Regions from separate parts of the Zea mays genome. Here region 2 is linked to region 1. A link is a contact called in public Hi-C data. All regions are on one chromosome and are shown on one strand. The core of a region is the stretch at or near the end of the contact, and the rest is flanking DNA. Distances in the headings are between cores, read along the strand shown.

Evidence for each region. A called contact is a pair of places that touch in the nucleus more often than the background predicts.
Region 2: a contact with region 1 is called in a Hi-C map of ear, with 2.4 times the contacts expected there. The contact joins the promoter of LOC103634857 here to the promoter of LOC103634850 in region 1. A contact is called at or near these places in 2 of 25 Hi-C or Micro-C datasets (ear and tassel).

What each region holds. Positions count from the first base shown.
Region 1 is chr8:17,091,258-17,095,772 of Zm-B73-REFERENCE-NAM-5.0, reverse strand. It overlaps LOC103634850, which reads left to right and starts at 2,100. Exons shown (of 21, transcript XM_008657444.3): 1 at 2,100-2,306; 2 at 2,527-2,596; 3 at 2,847-2,869; 4 at 2,986-3,155; 5 at 3,284-3,391; 6 at 3,963-3,975; 7 at 4,055-4,188. The coding sequence starts at 2,555.
Region 2 is chr8:17,288,274-17,293,119 of Zm-B73-REFERENCE-NAM-5.0, reverse strand. LOC103634857 (rhamnogalacturonan I rhamnosyltransferase 1) reads right to left here and starts at 3,123. Exons shown (of 7, transcript XM_020542522.1): 1 at 2,152-3,123; 2 at 1,474-1,541; 3 at 1,275-1,363; 4 at 976-1,141; 5 at 591-880; 6 at 297-501; 7 at 1-216. The coding sequence starts at 2,392. The coding sequence ends at 16. It overlaps LOC100501577 (Autophagy-related protein 18c), which reads right to left. Exons shown (of 5, transcript NM_001196268.1): 4 at 4,828-4,846; 5 at 3,785-4,250. The coding sequence ends at 4,142.

The sequences.
Region 1 (4,515 bases), core at 851-3,350:
TCAGGCAAGCAGCACTGAGGATCAAAACCGTGCCGAGGACATCAGGCAGCTTAGCGAAAAGCTCGAGAGCATGCAATCGTTGGTGACACAATTAAAGAACTTTGATCTGACTATCTGAGTTGTGCATGTTTTTTGTGTGTACAGTACACAAGGTCGTTCTGTTCAAACTCGGAAGTGGCAAATGCTGCTTCCTGGTGGCTGGTTGAGTTATTCGTTTGTGTACATTTAAGGGGGTGTGTAAAGATTGGGTGGAATAATCGGTTGATAGGCAGCTCGAGGAAATTTTGTAGGCAGCTGGTACCGGCAATATGCTTTGTAGCACGACATCATGATCAAACAGGTCACTAAGAAGAGTGCAGTGCCATTTATATCATTGTATGTATAAAATGTGCACAGAACGTTGCTTTTCGCGCACAAAAACTTTGTTCCTCCTGAGTCACTGAAGTGTTTCTTGCCATTGTGTCAACTATCGAAGTGTTTCTTGCCGTGCCGTATTGTCAAATATTCAGTTTAGCCTCGTTCGCTTTATCAGGTAGTAAGGCGGCCCTGTTTGAATCTGTGTTTGAATCTCACGGGATAAACTTTAGTTTTTTACTGAACAATTTAGCCATATGAATTCAATTGCTAAAGTTTAGCTCTTTGGAGTGTTTGTACTACTCTAATAAAGTTTAGCATATTAGAATAAAAAGACACACATGCCCCTAATGCGGAGACAGAGAGAACGGGGTTGGAGGGTATGTGGTGGAAAATAGGGTTCTCTGGCCTACGTTTAACTCCTTTTAGCACCCATTGAGCAGCTTATGTGATAATAGGTGCTAAATTTTATCACAACACCATTAGACCTCCTGTTTAGATCATCAAATGACTAAAAGTAGCTAAAAAGCTGCTAAAGTTTATCTCGTGGAATTGAAACAGAGCCTAAGCCATTTTTGTCAGCAGTAGTGTCTTAGTGACTGCATAACTTAGATATTTTCATTTATGCGGTTCGTCCGTGATATATCGATATAATTAATGAGCACCCTAACCCTACAATATATTAACCCTACAATATATTAGCATTTTTAGAAGTCTTTACAATATATTAGCAAATGCAAGAAAAAAATTAAGAGCCTGTATTGGAACACGTTATTTTCTTAGGGTATATTTGGGAACACAATATTTTCTTAGTTCCAAGACAATAATATGTTATTTGATCATACCATGGTATTTTATACCAAAAATTGTTTGGGAACATATACAATAATTTTGTATTTTAAATCATGATTTTGACAATACTATGGTCGTGGTATTTTTTAGGGTCAGGCCAAATTTTTTTTTGCTTGCACGTAGCTATAGTCTTCTCTTCTCCAAACAAGTCTTGGATTGGACTGATATAAATATACCATAGTTATATCATAACATCAATTAAAAACTATAGTATTATAAATTGTTGTTTTGAGAAATAAAGTTCTCAAACAAGCCCTAAAAAGCCAAGAAACAGTGAAAAAGGCCCGCCTAATATGAGCCAAAGCCCACATAGCAGGTTAGGTACTTGAACTGGACCCGAGGCCAGTGAAAACCCTATCCAGATCGAATCAGCCCGATACCCGGCCCAATCTAACGGATGGGTTACCCTTGCCCGCCCGCCCGCTGACCCAGCTCGATGTCCTAAGGCTCTCTTCAGCTTCTTTTAAAGGGTAAAGGGTAGATGGATGATAATTCTGCATGTTTTTGTTCTGCTCTTTATGTTACATTCAACGACTTCTCCATACTTCACGCTTGTATTTGTTGGGGGACAAACAGTAGGTGGCTACTTTTGCCTCTCTTTTCTTATTTTCTTGCTTCTTGGCTGCAATACCAGTCTCCCTCTACCTATCCAACTCCATGTTTAAGAAAGTATTGTCAATGTAAATTGTCTGTTTTCACCCTAACATATTGTCACAAAACATTGTAATCGTTGTGAACTAACATTTTATCAAATAATTGACATGCCGTAGCAACGCACGGGCACTATACTAGTTATATTTTAAGGTAATAAGGAAAAAACAAAAACAAAGAAAATCTCAAAGTCCGCGAAGGCAAATGTGTTTTGGACGACTGGGCCTCGACAACCCACCGCATCATAGCCAAAGCAGCATTCAGGCCTGCTCCAGGCCCCCGGCAAATTTGTACAGGACCGGACTGCGATCGGCACTGCCTTCTCTTCTCGCTTTGACCCTTTCACTCTGCGCGCGCTATCTCTCTAGTGGCGTCGTGGGCGACTGCCGCGCCTCCGTCAGGTGCCGAGGTCTTCGTCGGGCCTTTCGCCGGCGACGAGCACCTACCAGGTATGCCCATCCCTTATTTTTTCCTTCACGCTGCGCAAAACCTAGCACCCTAACCCTAACTTAAGCTATTTGGCTATTTGCGTATGCTTAGATTTTATTTTCAAAAGTTATCGGACTTACATTTGTGGCTGCGTACAATCATGCCCTTTACTGGGTCTGCCCCTGAGTCCCTGACTTTTGGATCATTTAACCGCTGAATTTTCGCGTTCTGATTTTGCAGTTGTGGGATTTCTCACCGCTTGCTCGCGATGCTGCAATGGACGGGTGGTTCGAGGAGGAAGGTGTACGCCGTGAGTATCCACATTTCTACCTTAAATCGGTATTGTACTTCACGGTTCACGACATTTAATTTGTGTAAACAGTATGATTTCGACTGTTTTGTGCTTCAATTTTGTAACTGCTATTGATGGTTGGCATTCAAACTCTAGAATGGTCACTACGCGTATCTGTCTTTTAACAACCTGTAACGTGCTGTTAACATTTGTTTATGTTTGTGTCGCTTTCCGTTCTGCTTGTTTGGCCTGGTTCTGAAATGAGCAGTCCAGGAAGTCAACACAGAGCAGGTAATATTGGTAGTTTCACTGATTTCAGTCAGTAAAAGTTCATACTGTGGTGTTACTCATTTTTTCCCACATCGATGGAACTGATCATCGTGCTTGATCAAACAAATGTGTGGCAGGCAAAGGCAGTACTTCGAACAAAAGCGACGGCAACAGCAGCAGCCAGAGCTGCAGTACCAGGATGATGTGGCAGGAGGTCAAGCATCACAAAATCAACAACGTCGTTCACTTGATGTTCTGAACATCAATGATCTGGCTACTCCAAATAATCATCATAGTGGATCCACAAGCAAGTTTCCTATATCTATTTTCTGTGGTTCATCGCTTTACCTTTCTAGCATAATGTCTGGTTAAGCAGAACTTTACTCTTTAGTCTTGACAGATTTTTTTGATATAATTGTTTTGTTACCATGTCAGATACAGATGGTGCCATTTCACAAGTGGATTGCATTCTTTCAGATGCTTCTCCTAAAGAGGCGATAAAGAATATCACTTCTTTATGCAATATCAACATGAAGGAAGCAGGTGAGGGTGCCATTTCTGTACAAACAGTCAAGTAAACTGATTAAGAATAAACTACTTTCTTGTGCATGCAGTATTTCAAATTTTCAACATAGGCACATTGGCAACAACTTGTGCATCCATAAAATTAACAGACTAGGAATTCCTTCGGTCCCTCCAGTCACTTCTACATGTTGAATAGGAACCTGTTGTGGTTTTCAGAGAGTATTTTCTTTAACAAAGTGGCAGGAGTTCTGCCTTTCAATTAAGAAAAGAGTACATGTACAAGGTAGTTCTCAATAATTGCTTCTATCTCTGTATTTGACATGGTACCAAAAGGTACTAAAAATGTTGTTGAACTGATTTTTCCAAAATAGTTCATATCCTAAGTTTTAAAAGGTTGGCTGGACAATTTATAGGATGACATCTAATTTGTACTGGAGGTAGTTGTAGATATATGTCTTCCTCTGTTGAATATTTGGCTGCTAAAAGGAAAATGAACTTTTATGGTAATATTAGTTTGTGAAGTGTGTAACAAGCCCTTTCCTTACATTAAAGTTTTATCATAAATTATTAATTCTCTTATATTATGCAGGTTCTCAGCCAAGGTCAGTATATCCACACAGTATGGTGAGAGTGTGCCTGCATTTGGCCTGTTTTATGAATGCCAGTATTGTGGATTGGCAGATTGTCTTCACCCTTTGGTCATCAAGATGTTGCAGAACCTGTTAATCGTCATGAAGATCCTCTTGGTTGTAAAGTGTCTTCATCCATAAACTGTAGCACCAGGCAGAAAAATCAAAATCTGGAACTCCAAAGTGGTGATGTTTCCTTCACTATTACAAAGCATCTGTATCGTTCCTACTGATTGAATTACTTCTCTAGTCTGTTCAACTATTTGAATCAAATGTCCATCCATTCTGAAGTGCATCACATTTAGTAGGACATTGACATGGTCCACGAGACAACACTTTTATTAGGAATTCTATAAGAATATGAATCTTCAAAAAATGTTGATTATATATTATAAAATCAGTTTCCATGATGAATCTATTGTGCGCCATAATCCTCAACAACAACAACAAAGTCCTTTATCCCAAGCAAGTTGAGGTAGACTAGAGATAAAACCCAATAGAACCCACAATCAA
Region 2 (4,846 bases), core at 1,874-4,373, 200 kb before region 1:
CGCACGGTCATCCAGCTAGTGATTATTAATGTTCCGAACGGAATCCAGAGATGCGGACCTGCGGTGACCTTCAACAACCCTTGCCATATTTCCGTCATAGCTGGGAATGAAAATATCGCTCGCTAGAGAGACCATGTAATCCAGCGCTGCCATCTGGGTCGAATGGTTCTGGAACGGCCGCAGTTCATCAGGAGATAGAATCTTCTCCTTCCTTACCTGATATAGAATAGAGCTGAGCAAGTAAGCATCCGAGTAAACGGTCTCCAGAATTATTTAGATGATAGAAATGTGCTCACTAGTTTAGGGTACGCAGCCTTGAGCACTGCCAAGCGCCTTTCGCCGCCATAGATCTCACCAGAAGCAATGTAGATCAGCGTGTCCTTTGTGAACCCTAGAGCTTTAAGCACTAGAGTAATCTCCTCTGGCGTGAGGGGGCAAAGTCCCTGAAGCCTCTTCGCTTCAGAACCAATCTCTTTTTCTTTCCACCATGGATAAGCATATCTATAGCACAAACATGATCAGTTTATACCCAGCGAAGCGTCGAAGTAGCGCAAAGAGTTGAGTAGTGTGTAACGGTGAAAGACACAGACCTCATTCTAGTGAGCTCCTCAGCTTCTTCAGTAGAGCAGCCATGCGTGCAGCCTGAAAAGGAGAGCATGTCCATCTCATAGCGCAGGTGAAGCACAACGAATTGCCCGCTTCTCTGGAGAGTGGAGATAAGCTGTCTGCCAAGGGCCTCAATCTGTGGGGTGAATCTCAAAGCATCGAAGTTTACACGGCAACGCAGCATCTGGAGCTGAACTGGAAGGCCGTTGTTTGCAAGGCGGGCGTCTGATTTATCGAAATGGATTACTTTGTGCTTCCTTGCAAGAGGTAGTATCTACAAAATATGTGCTTTCAGACCACTTGACATCACTCTGTCGATGTGCTGCTAAATGCAGCCTGCGCTTTGTGGTACGAAAGATCAAAGGTTACCCGCTTTAGGTAGTATGTTTCATTCGACCAGCTGACAGGAGACATGGAGTACAGTCTCTTCTTAGTTCTTATTAACTGGAGTTTCAAAGGCAGCTCTTTAACTATCATCAGCTCATCTCTCAAGGAATTAATGAAGTGGTCCACGTCAAAAATATCTCCAAAATCACTGCAAGAATCAAAACAAACGAACTAATACGCAAGGAGCAGAAAACAAAAGAACTAATACCCAGAGGTTTCCTGAAGGAAAAGGTAACCGGCCCATTGGACACGTGAAACATTGAGCTCGTGAGGAGTCATACCTTGGGTCAGCCCAAAACGACCTTTTGTCCAATTCAGGGACCACAAGCGTTAGATTTAGATGGCGTGCTATAGTAACCATATCGCATATCTGCAGCACACCATTTCTTACAAACTTGAGACAGAATGAGGAAGGAACAGCGGCACTGGTTAGCAGAAATGAAACCAGGTGACAAACCAGCAAGAAGCTGAGGTACGAACCCCGGCTCGCATTTGGTTGAGGCCACCATTGCAAGTCACTCGTAGATAGCCGTTGCTCTTGTAAATTCCTGTAGGGGGGGTATCAGGGAAACCCAATCAGCTCTAGCGCCGACAGGAACAGGAACAAGGACGGCTGAGACAACAAGATACGCTAACTGGCATCGATCCTGATCACCACGTGTCTGAAGGAACTGAACAACGCTCGGCCTTCAGCATACAGAACGAAGGAGTCCCCCCTGATCACTAGTACTAAATGCTATGAACAACAGTGGTTCTACTAAGCATCGGAATGAGCTCTAGATGTGTTTGGATGGAAGGACGAGGAAGGACGAAGAGGGATGAGATGGAATCATTTTAACTTGACCCGCGTTTGGTTTAGAGATCCAGACTCAGGATCAAGGAATATTGTTCAAAAATGGTGGATGAGGTCATCCCTCAAAAAATAAGGGACGGGTCAGCCCAGACTTGATCCCGTCCCATCCCTCGTTGACACCGAACCAAACGCTACCTAAATGTAGCGTATGGAAGATAGGGATGAAGGCCTGAAGCCACATTTTTTTTGCCAAGCTCACAACAACGTCCCCTTTTTGACCTACTATGTATATCACTTGCCAAATCGGGGAGGGGGGCGAGCTTCCCCCCTAGATCGCCGCTACGAAGGAAGGCGAGGCCACTCACTCTTGGGCACGAGCGCCGGCGGCGACAGCCTCGCGGCGGCGCTGTCCTCGCCGGCGAGAGCGGCGAGCCCGGCCGCGGCGCCGCCGCCGCCTTTCCCGCCGCAGTCGGCGACGACCCGCGGGCGGAACAGCCCGGCGATGGAGGCGACCTGCACGACCGCGGTCCACACGACGGCGCTGGCCACCGCCCGCATGGCCCACCGCCACGCCCGCTTCCGCCGCACACCGCCGACGGCCACCATCCCTGGCGGCCGCGGCCTCCACCTACCTACCACCCAATCAGTACCGCCTCCCTGGCTGCTACTGCTGCCGCTGCTGCTACCTACCAGCAGGAGGATGAGGAACACGACGAGTGGGAGGGGGAGACGATGGAAAGGGGAGGGAGAGCGGCCGAGCAGAGACAGTGGGAAGGGTCGGTCGGGGGAGGGGTGTTTATGCGAAGGGAGGCCGGAGGTGGCTGCGTGCGTCGGCACGCACGGGCACGGCGCTGGGCATTTGGCTCATGCACTCCGCCTCATGGACATGGTGGGTGCCTGGGTGGTAAGTCGAAAGTCGTAAACAACGCCCTCAACACACGGCGATTAATAATCAGCTAAATTTATCAGAAACGCCCTCAAACACGCCCTCAGAAGCTTCGGAAACTCTGCACATGTCGAATTATACAGCAGTACATGTCAACGACTGTACTGAAGAAGAGAAGCAAGACAAAGGCGCCGGAGACGTGGGCCAAGAGGTGCATCAGGAAGACCACACGTCTGGGCCGAGCAGAGAACAACCCAGGAGAAGTCATCGAGTACCGCGGCCCAACAAACGTTTCACAGGTGATGAATGATGTATATGAGAGAGGGCCCATGGGGCAGTGAGAAAGGCAACCTATAAATAACCCTGGCGATTGTGCGGTGAGGAGGGCAGACTATAGACGAACTCTGAAACCGGCTGCGTCCGGAGACTGGCTGTGCGCCGTCGTGTAAAGAACTCATAGCTACCTACAATACTGAGGGCTTCGAGAGAGGCGACGGGTGCCGGGAGCGGTGCCCAACTCACCCCCAAATTGGTGGTCTTACAGTACATAGCTTGTCCCGTAATCCTCCCGTCGATCTTCTAGGATGTGATGCGAGGTTACATTTGCAAGTCACTGTCCCAGTCAGTTCCTTCAGATACGTTTAGTTGCAATGATAGAACAGGACAGAGTGGGACAATCACTCAAATAAAATTGTTTGGTTTAGAGTCAGAAAGTTAGAATAGAACTATCTCAGTGTTTTCCAATTATCTCTCAAAATTAGAGGGACGTCACTGTCGTATCTATCCAGGACCAATCCAGGACCAATCGCACCCTTAACCGTAGCTTATGGTACTTGCTCTGCTATCCTGAAAACTATGACAAAACGTTTGCCCGTGGACCGTGCGTGCCGGCGAGCTCGGGCGTCCGTGGACGCAACCGCTGGAGGTGGACGAAGTGCTTTTCCCACCCTTTCCCAAATCTCGTTGAAAAATAAGTAAATAAGAAAGCCCGCGAAGACAATCTTAAAGGATCATTATTGCTAACAGGAACAAAAAAAAAGAGTAAGCATATAAGAAGGCCCTTCATGCAATCAGCAACGCAATCGCACAACATGCAGAAAGAACATTGAGGTAGTGCGTAACAGTCATCAGCATCAACAAGCCACCGGCAAGAACAGGTCTGAGATTCGCTACACGGCCTTGCAGGCACCACAAAGCCACACGGTCAAATATCACGTTACTGAATCTTTTATGTCATGTTCTGTACCAGCAATGGGTGTGTGTTCTCGTTTGAAGATAGAAGAGGGAACGGCAAAGAAATGCCTGCAATTTGGACGGGGCGCCGATCCGAACGTTGGAATCCTGTAGGCTTCGATCCAACAGCCAGCTCTCCTTATTCCGGCTGCCTATAACTTCGCCGGCGAGAAGGCGATATGTACAGTGGACCTTCGACATTTACATGGTGGGATGGATGATCCTTGTGCTGCAGGTCAAGCGGCTGCAGTCCTGAAAGGTGGGCTGTCGGACTTGAGAAACCGGAAATGTTCCCTCTGCAACATCTGCCCTCCATTCGCTTGGTCAAAGCTGCACCTGTAGAAGCTGGAGAGGGGAACGTGGTTATATATTGAAACAAGCCATGCTTGGAAGTTGGTGGGGCAATCGCTAGATAGGAACAGAATCGTCTAAATCAACCCTACAAATAACTGAATAGAAACTATTCCAAAAATAAATCTTCAAAATCAAACTGTTCTACACTTCTAGGCATGACACAAACTGTTGTTGTTTCCACTGGCTGATGTATTTTTCATACCTATAAATAACAGGCTACTGATGTGGCGTTCTGAAATGAAACTACCACATGACTCAATAAGGACACCTGGTCAATGGACATCGCCACATCGGTGGTCCAAAGGATAGATGAATAGCAAGGGCTCCAGTATGACTCCAGTGGCTCAAACAGGACATGATAATGAGGATGACAAGGCCAATAATGTCTTGATCCAAAACAGAGAAGGTACCACAATTTATATTCCATTCATGGTTCATCTTGCAAGGTACCACAAAACAGAGAAGGTGGGAAAAAGATTTGCTCAAACCAGCACTGAAGTCTACATATTCCATTTTTTTCCTAAAATCTTGAAATTTATTATAAAATTTAATTCACTAAGGTAAGTACCTGCCATCCAGGCCAACCA